2 separate regions of the Zea mays genome follow, and region 2 is linked to region 1. A link is a contact called in public Hi-C data. All regions are on one chromosome and are shown on one strand. Each heading gives the region's core, a stretch centred on a gene start, on an enhancer-like site or on the middle of the called end of the contact. The rest is flanking DNA. Distances are from core to core; before and after follow the strand shown. Region 1 has its middle 19 kb from the start of LOC100193783. Region 2 has its middle 4.9 kb from the start of LOC103634084.

Evidence for each region. Hi-C and Micro-C count contacts between places; a contact is called where the count stands out from the background.
Region 2: a Hi-C map of leaf shows a contact between it and region 1, with 2.0 times the contacts expected there. The contact joins two enhancer-like sites. A contact is called at or near these places in 4 of 25 Hi-C or Micro-C datasets (leaf, seedling and tassel).

The regions. Positions count from the first base shown.
Region 1 is chr1:37,482,931-37,487,617 of Zm-B73-REFERENCE-NAM-5.0, forward strand. No RefSeq gene overlaps it. Among protein-coding and RNA genes, the nearest start is that of LOC100193783, 19 kb to the right of the region's middle. Within about 2 kb of position 1,586, at least 19 of the 20 cell types and tissues checked have an H3K27ac peak or open chromatin away from gene starts, as enhancers often do. A contact at or near this core is called in leaf, seedling and tassel, where this site is marked.
Region 2 is chr1:37,661,045-37,665,619 of Zm-B73-REFERENCE-NAM-5.0, forward strand. No RefSeq gene overlaps it. Among protein-coding and RNA genes, the nearest start is that of LOC103634084, 4.9 kb to the left of the region's middle. Within about 2 kb of position 2,902, at least 18 of the 20 cell types and tissues checked have an H3K27ac peak or open chromatin away from gene starts, as enhancers often do. A contact at or near this core is called in leaf, seedling and tassel, where this site is marked.

The DNA of each region.
Region 1 (4,687 bases), core at 336-2,835:
ATTTAGACCTAACCCCCCCCCCTCACAATGTTGCATAAAATGCATGAGATAATGGGTTTTTTTTACAACATCGAGTAGATCCCATAACCAATAATATTTACTCTCAGTAAACGAGAACATATAGAGACAGGCTGCTGAAGAATTCTCCATGCCTATCGTGCAAGCATGTCCAAGTTGAAAATATGTCTTTCATCTTCGATTTTTCATTGTTTGTCTAGACACTTAATTCTTTTAATTCTCATTCTCCTTTTGATCCTACTAGGAGCTATAGATCATTGAACTGGTTTCATCACATAGCTCTTGATTGGTTATAGCGCTCCATGTGCTAGGCTGGCGCTGGCTTGGACCGCCAGGGATTGTCCCTCACCGCTTCTCCACGCATGAAGGACAGACAATAAAAAAGGAGTAAGTTGCATGCGCGCGTACAGGCTTATGGACAAAAACGCAGGCATCCAAACACACGCTTGCACATGGTCAAAGCATGTCGTCAGCCTAGATGCGTAGGACGCAGCAACCAATCACGTAGATAGTGTCTTTATGAGATCCGAGACCACGAGACCGAAGCATAACATAGCATAAGTATCGTGTCTTTATGAGACCTTAGGCTTGGATACTTTAGGAATGAGATGAATTAGAGTGGATTGAGATGTATCGTGGATGTTTTTGATTTATTGAGGATTTAAACACTCTCTAATCCTTCTAAACCAACTCAATCCAAGAGTACCCAAACTAGGTCTTAATGGCTTGTCTCTTTTTTTTAATCCTGTCCAATCTAATCCATATGAATTGAGAATAAGCGAACGAAACTTAAATAGGTAGACCTAGGTACCAGTCGTATCGAGCCTCATGGGTTAAACCATGTCCATCAAGGAACGGCTTCTTAACCGCGGCCCTAGTATTCTTACTGAAAAAAAGAACAGCTGACTTGTCTTCATTCGCCGTTTGTCCCGAGCACTCCCTCGTATAGCAGCAGTACATTGTAGGTCTTATATTCTCTTCATCCACTTTTAGGAGAAGTAAAGAATCACCTTCTGCAAATAATAAGCGAGGAATACTACGGCGCCCTTTTCTACAAAAGATGCTATGCATGCCAACGAACTGCATGGGAAGACGGCGATGATTGGCGCCCGACTGGTCCGGCGGCCGCAGCCGCACCATGTGTCCATGTCCATGTCCATATCCATTCTAAAGTGCGCACGATGGCAAGAAGCCAAGAACGCTGGTGTTGAAACGGAACTTGGAAGCACCCTGGAAAGCGCTGCTATAGTAGTAGTAAGCACAAGCAGATATTCGTATACGTGGCTAGGGCGAATCGCACATGAAAAGCAAGGCAAAGTGCATAGAAAGGCTAGAGGATCTCCGAGAGCGATTTCTCCTGTCATCAGTGCGTGAAACTGGCAGGAGAAGCGCCGTCGAAAGGAGGCAGAGACCCAAAGCGAAACACCCTGGAAGTGGGTTGGCTGGCTGGATTGCTGGCGGATTGGATCGGAAAACGAGACGACGCCGGGGACGAGGCCCATGTGCGGTGCGCCGGAGGCCCACGAGCCACCAGGACACACACGACGAGGTGGTCTGGTCGACGCGAAAGTACAAGTTGTACAACGCGTTGTCCAATCGACTCACGGTACGATTGCACGGTAGCTACAAGCAAAAGGGTGTGCCGTGCTACCAGCTGTACAGAAGAGAACCCTTTTTCATCATGATCCGCCGCGAGAAGAAAGTTGGAATCGAAGCGCTCCTACTCCAGAGTGGCAGAGTCAAGTCTAGATGGCAACTGCCACGACACGACAGTGCTCCATGTAAGCACAAGGTGGGGCTCGCTGGCTGCCTCGCTGGTGCCTCGACACGAGTCAAGTCTGCCTCGCTGGTGTAAGCACAAGGTGGGCTGGTGGGGCGTTGGTTCCAGCTCATTCACTGAGCAGGACGCGATCACGCGAGGTGTGGTGTGGGCGTGGACTGACGGGCGTTGTACGCGTATGGAGCGGAGCGGCTTGCTGTGTTCCGGTCCCAGTGCGGGCTTTCGTTTATCGCCGCGCCACGTAACCGACCTCACCTGGTTAAAGCCCCGTTCGGTTAGGCTGGAACAAGACCAGGAACTATTCCAGATTACCAATTGTTATATAAATTATACAGTTATTCCAGCTGAAATCCTTTCTGAAGTAGATTCCTGAATAACCGAACGGTCCCTAAAGCGTCCAGTCTGTTACAAAATAATGTACATGTGATCAAGGCACATCCAATCGTCCATTTATACAGTTATTATCCAAGGGTCAGATACCCTTTGTACACATGTATATAAAGGAGATCTCTGCAATAAACAAGATAACTCCCTGTCATTTTTCATTCTTTGTCTGCCTCTCTACTCTTTTACCACTGAGCACTGCAATAGATCACAACACGTTATCAGCACTGTCTCCAGGAAGAAATCAGAGAAGGAGAAGAAGAAGAACACTTGTTGTTCTTGACAAGAACAGCAACTTCGATCTGCAAATCAACAGCAAGGTATGGAGCATACCATTTCCATGCGCATACGCCGTATGCGCGAAGTTCTGTACATTGTTGATGATGCGATGTTGGAAGCGTTCGCCGCTAGACAAGCCGCAGCGCTTCCACCGGTGCACGAGATCCCTGAGCGTCGTGTGCAAGTGCAAAACGTGCACTTCTGCGTGCTGCACGGATGGACAGCGGTCGTCCCGCTGCCGGTGGTGGAGTGCGGCCTCCCCACTGTGTCCCCGTCACCACCGGCGCCGGTGGGAGACGCGGGTTCGTCTGCAATCGCCCCCATGGACGTCGATTTGGCGGCACCACCGCCACCTCCACCCACTGCAGCGACAAATGACCATCGTTCTTCATCTCCACCGATGCCCGTGGTTGTCGGAACCATTGCTGCCCGTCGTGGGCAGCCCCCGCGCGTCGTCGATGCTCCACGTGGACGTCTCATCTTCACTGGCCACCGCCCAAATGGGGTGGCCCCATCTTCCTCCTCCAATGGGAGGGCCTAATGGCCCTCCGTTCGGCCAGTGGCGGTTGCTGCCACGACGGCCGGTTGGGGGAGGGGGTGGGGGAGCGCCGCAGACGACCTCTGTGCAGGCGCGGCAGCGCGACCCGGCCACGGGCGTGGCACAGGCGCGCAGGCCCTGGCGGCTTCGGTCAGGCGCATGGCGCGGAGGCGGTGGGCCCCCTGGTGGCGGCTCGGCATGGTATGACGAGCGGCCACGGATGCCTCGCCACCCTCGATGAGGCGTGGACGCGCGGCCGCCTCCGGCGCAGTCGCCACGACGCTGACGCCGCCCATGGGCGCGACACGGTGAGGGCGTGGTTGCCCCGGCTCGGACTCCATCCAAAAGCGGGCGCGCGGCCGGACCTGGGCTCCTGGTGGCGGCGGACGGGCTCTGTGCGGCTGGCGGGTGGCCCCTGGCTGCTCGGCTGTCTCCGATCAGGCGCGCAGCCCCGGCGGCACCAAGCCAGGCGCACGGCGCGAGGACACCGATGGCCCCGGTCGCGGAGGCTGGCTCACGGCGGCCTCATGGAGGCGCGGGCACCAGGCGACCGGACGACGGATCCGGCTGGACGGCCTCGGCCTGACGTGAAGAGCGGCCCTCGGCGGACGCCAGCCATGGAGCGCGGGCTCCCGGTGGCTAGGCTCCCGCCACGACAAGGGTGACGCGCCCCCCTGGAAGGCGCCCTGGTGGCTCCTCGGACATGGAGCGCGACCCCTGTTTCCCCTGGCGGCGCCCAGGAACACCAGCGTGTGGCGGCGGCTACAGAGGTCGGTTAGGGTTGGAAACCCTAGCCGCCCCAACTGATATAGGCGTTTTGGGGGCCCTGATGGACCGTCTAGGCCGACGTGCAGGCCGCCAGGCTGCTGCCTGGTCCGCCTGACAGGCTGTCTGGGCTGTTTTTCAGGGCCTAAAATGGTCTATTTTACCATTTTAATTTATGAATTTAAGTATAAGACTCTGTTTTATATGTAATTTTAGTTCAAAGTTATCTTAGGCGTCTAAATTCGCTATTTAGACTGCATATATTGTAAATACATATATGTTCTATTGTGAACATAGCAGATTTTAGTTCGTGGATTATTGTTTGTTTTTACATTAATAATTCACATATCTCTACTTGCTATTATTTTCGCATTCATTTACGTTTGCATATAAATATAGCATTTATTAAGTTCATACTTAATAAAACTCATGCAAAAATGAAATTACATTATTTTGGATTAAGAGCATAGGGAGATAGAGTCCTAAGCATTGGCTGCACTAAATTCTTTTATAGAATTTAGTAGCCCAGAGACCGTGCTTGAGGCAGCATTTGGAATGCCTATCTCTATGAGGTCTACATCTCTTGGGATGATTACCTATATGTGCTATCCAAAATAACAGGATATGGAGTTCTTGAATTGTACTTTGATAATTAGTCGAGCATGGGTAGTGGAGACCTAAGCATTGGTTGTGGTTTGTTCATCCATAAACTAATCAGCCCAGAGACCATGCTTTTAGGCAGCAAGTTTCTTGCCCACTACTAGGAGATCTACCTCATTAATTTGAGGATTATCTATATAATGCTCACTAGTATTCAAAGTATTTATTCAATTGGAAGGTTTAGAACCTTCACGCAACTCATATCACATGTAAGAGTTCTTGAATTTTACTTTGATAATTAGTCGAGTATGGGTAGTGGAGAC
Region 2 (4,575 bases), core at 1,652-4,151, 180 kb after region 1:
ACCAGATGCAAGATGACCGCCGGATCAGAAATAAATATGGGTACCAACTAACCAAAGAAATTATATGTTCCACACAAACATATCTACTGTGTTATCCTATAAGATGATAAATCGTTACTACTATACGTTTAGTACAATAGAAGAAAAAACACGATGAAATAGTAAAAATAGTAGTGCACCGGACTGTTTAGTGTGCACATGGATAAAAGGTAAACAGAGCCTTTCAAATGAAACTTAAACGACTACTAGTTACCTTGGGGCTATAAAAGGGACCCCTAGTCGCATGGAGCAGAACATCAAGCATTCATTGAACATCCTACAACGCCTAGACTTCACAAGCACACATTCGTTTCATTGTGATAGAGATTTGAGCAATTATTTGAGCTGTAACTCCGCTGCGTTGTTTCTTGTGTTTGTTTCTTTGCTTGTGTGCGTGTTGTTGCTGCGACTCTAGTTATTGTGTGTGTTTCTATTCCCTCCCTTACTCTTGTGGATTACTTGTGATCAATTGTGTAAGGTTGACATACTCTAACTTGTGGATATTCCTCACAAAGGGAATACTTAAGAAAAGGAAGAAAAGTGTGGTACTCAAGTTTGATCTTTGGATCACTTAAGAGGGATTGAGTGCAATCCTTGACCGAAGGAGGTCACCACAACGTAGAGTAGGCTGGCCGAACCACGGGATAAAATCACCGTGTCACTTGTGCATCTTTTTATTGTGATTGTTTTCTTCCATAGAGTTCTCACGTATTCACTTACACTATTATTCCAAAGTTTAATACATATCTCAAAGGAACAATCAAGTTAAGAGTTCTCTCTCTATTCACAGTAACTTGGCTTCACTTCACTAACATTTATAAGCCAAGTTGTGTTGTTTAGACTTGATTTTTATAGGATCACCTATTCAACCCCCTCTAGGTGCTCTCAATTTTGAGTCAGGAACTTTAATTCTGCTGCGACCTACTCAAAGGGTCTTTCATTCCACTGCGATCTAGTCTTCAAGTAGAGTAAGAATTTCTAGGTTTTAAGTGTTATTTTTTATTCGCCTATTCACCAGTTCCTGTTCTTGGGCAAAGGGAACTTTCAGCTTCACCAGCCCTCCCTCCCACGGGTTAGGTGACACTGGCTCTCCCACCTATGAGTTGGGAGGCGTCACCTTCACCGGCTCCTCCTGCGGATTAGGAGGTGCCGGCTTCACGAACCCTCCCTCCCATGGGTCGGGTGACACCAGCTCTCCCATCTATGGGTTGGGAGGCGTCAGCTCCATCGACCTTCCCTCCTACGGGTCAAGAGGGGCCAACTCCACCATTTGAATGGCGTTCCCCAAATCTGATTTAATAGCCTCATTAAGCAAATCAACAATATGCTTATACATGATTGATATTCATTCTATTGGACCAAGATAACAAATGGGACTCTACTTTGGTAGACCTACCAATTAATGGTTAGAATCTTTATATGCACCATAATTAAAATTTCATTCGAATTTGTCAAATTCAAAATGCAAATTTTGCAAACGAACTCGAATGGAAAAGGTATCAAAACAAAAGTTATAGAGCTTCATAAGTTATTCAACTTTGTAGTTGATAACGTTTATGTTTGAATTCATCTAAGACCTCAAATAGTCAATTTACTCTCAATTGGTTATAATATGTGTGCAACGAAACTGTAATTTAAACACAAGACATGCCATAGATGGAGTGACAGAGGAGACTTCACGCGAGGGTGAGGTTTGTGTTTGATTCCCATCCACCGCGTAGCCACGAATTAAAATACTTTTTTTACTATTTGAAAATTTCATTTTATGTTTTCTGGAAATTATTAGTACTGATGGTTTTATTACATCGATCGCTAGTGGAAATGAATTTTCACTAGTGGTTTTATTACATCAACCGTCAGTGGAAATCAATTTCCACTGGCGATTCTCAATTAACCACATGTGCAAACTCATATTTGTACTGGTCATTGGTACCGACGAGTTATGAAAAACGTCAGTACAAATATGTTGATAACTGTCTCTATAGAGCTTTTCTCTATACTAGTGATAACATATATGTAGATGATCATAGATCGCTATTACTAGATGCGCAACAGCATATTTACATGTGTCTCTCAAACGATCAACACCGTAGCAACAACGCCAACTTTTTTACGGTATTCACAGGGTAAGAGATAAAACAGCATGATATATTGATATGCTAGTACCATTATTGACGCAGTGAGACAAAAAGAGATAAAACACCAAGCTGCAGCGCAGCATCTACTCTTGCAGTTTCGCATGCAGATCCCACCGTTGCGCGCCGCACCGCGGCCGCTGCATGTGCCAGCGCGTCACGGCCGCTTGACGCACAACGCATGGCGGCATCTGCATGCAGCGAAAAGGCACGCCGCCCTTCTTCTCCGTCATCAGTGACCAGACCAGAAGCAGTGGGCGGCAGTGAGTGCAGTCGATTTGTTTCCGACCACCCATCAGTGCAGTTGCAGGATCGAGAACCACCGAAACAGACGGCCGAGCCTGTGTATATATGTAGGGGGTCAGTATGCAATGCACACACCCTGTAGAGGAAGAAAAGAAGAAAAAGATCAAGGAGCGAGATCAAGATCGCGTACGTTGGGTAGGCTAGGCTGCTATGGTAGCTAGCCGCGCACTTTGGCTCCATGCATGCCTTGCCACGGAAGGAAGGGCGCTGCAGTGCTAAGGCTACTAGTAGGAGTACTTCTGGTTGTTGAGTTCATCTCTTCCGAGCTCGCCTTTTGCCTTTCTCCGATGATCCGTCGCAACGCAGGAACCCTGCTTGCTTGCTCCGGAGTCGTGAGTCGTGACCCGGCCGGCCATGTGCTTAGGCTACGCCGACGCCGCGCTGCTGCCGCATGGTGGGCTTGGCGCGGGCTTTCCGCCTTAACGGTGTGTTGGCCTTTAGGAACATACGGAGCGCACTTTAAGCCCACGAAGGCCCACGGGCCCGCCCCGATCCAACACTGCACTCGATCTCTATGGCAGGGATTTTGTTGTTCTTCTTCCTCGTGCACGTTTACAAGGTCTTTGCGATTTGCGTGGTGTTAGTGTTAGCGTAGCCCATCTCATTGATTATTACAGGCCGTCATCGATCGTCTCATCTGATTCCCCACAACAGCCAGTTGTCTCAAGCATAACTAGTGGTCTCGTCTTCGTCTCATCTCGTCGTAACATATGCGGTGTGCCGCAGGACAGTAGTGTCACCTGTGTTCTGGACGAGCAACATAATCTGCGCGCGGACTGCGTGAGCGTCCGGTCCCATCCACGTTTAAAAGGTTATTCCCGCGTTTAGCTTAGCCATTTGGTATATTCAGACCGCAATCTGGTTTCTGACCACAAGCCGTACACAAAAAATACACGATATTGAAACCGTACGTGTTCTCAAGTGCGTGCAGTACAGACTACAGAGCGAGTTTTTCTGTGGATTGTCGAAACAAAAACAAACTGATCGACTCTCACATGATCGCCTAGTTACTCCCGTCAACCAACTGGACAAGCATGCTGGCCTGGTCTGTGCCCTCAGAGAGTCAGAATGGACGCAGCCAGGAAGAGGCGAGTTTGGCATCCGTACTCGTGACCTGTTGCGAGTGATCAAGCAGGGAGATTTATTTAAATCCGCAAGTTGCAAACGGCAGGCAGGCAAATGGGCAGTATTCCAGTCCTCAGAAAACCATCCATGTATGTAGACGATGGTTGGAGGAAGCGGGGCACGGGTTGTTGGCATGTCGTCCAGCGATACTATCATACTACTTAATAACGTTTTTTTTTGCATTAGGAAATGTATGGTCCCTTGCCACGGGACATGGAGCATCACCAGCACTGAGAAATATATAGTGGCCTAAAAAAACATCGCAGGCCACAGGCCATTGGAGCCACCCAACTGACTCACATGCTTGTCTGGGGGCTCTAAACTACCCTTAATCAAAACATCCTTCACAAGAATCTTTCCTTCTCTCACCCCCCCCCCCCCCCCTTTTTTTTAACACTTCACGTCTCCAAGTGTAGTTTCTGCCCTGTCCCTTGTGCTGTAGTGTATTGATGTTACGTACGCTGCGTTTGCCTTCGAGGTCAATACAAACATGTTTGCCAGCGGGGTTCTACTACTGCCCGTGATTAACAAACTCACATTTGAAAACTGTTGTGTCACTGAGGGACCAGGTGTCCTCCGCCAAGATACAGTTTGGTATAAAAAAACGCATTTCTAAAATCGAATTAATTTATAAAGCAATTACTGTTAGAGAGTGAAACCCTAACCAGGGTTGGGAGATGCTAAGGCCATTACAATAGGGGAAGCACAATAACTCTAACACCCCCGCAGTCGAAACTCTAGCCACGACAGATGTTGAGACTCGACCGAAACTCCTCGAACATCGACGTAGAGAGGCCCTTGGTGAAGATGTCGGCGAGCTGAGAAGTGGTCGGGACATGAAGGACCCGCACATCATTGACAACGACACACTTGCGAATGAAGTGGAGAATGGAGATCGAGCTCCACATGCTTCGTGCTGATGTTGGACGGGGTTGGTGGAGAGGTACATGGCGCTGACGTTGTCACAGTA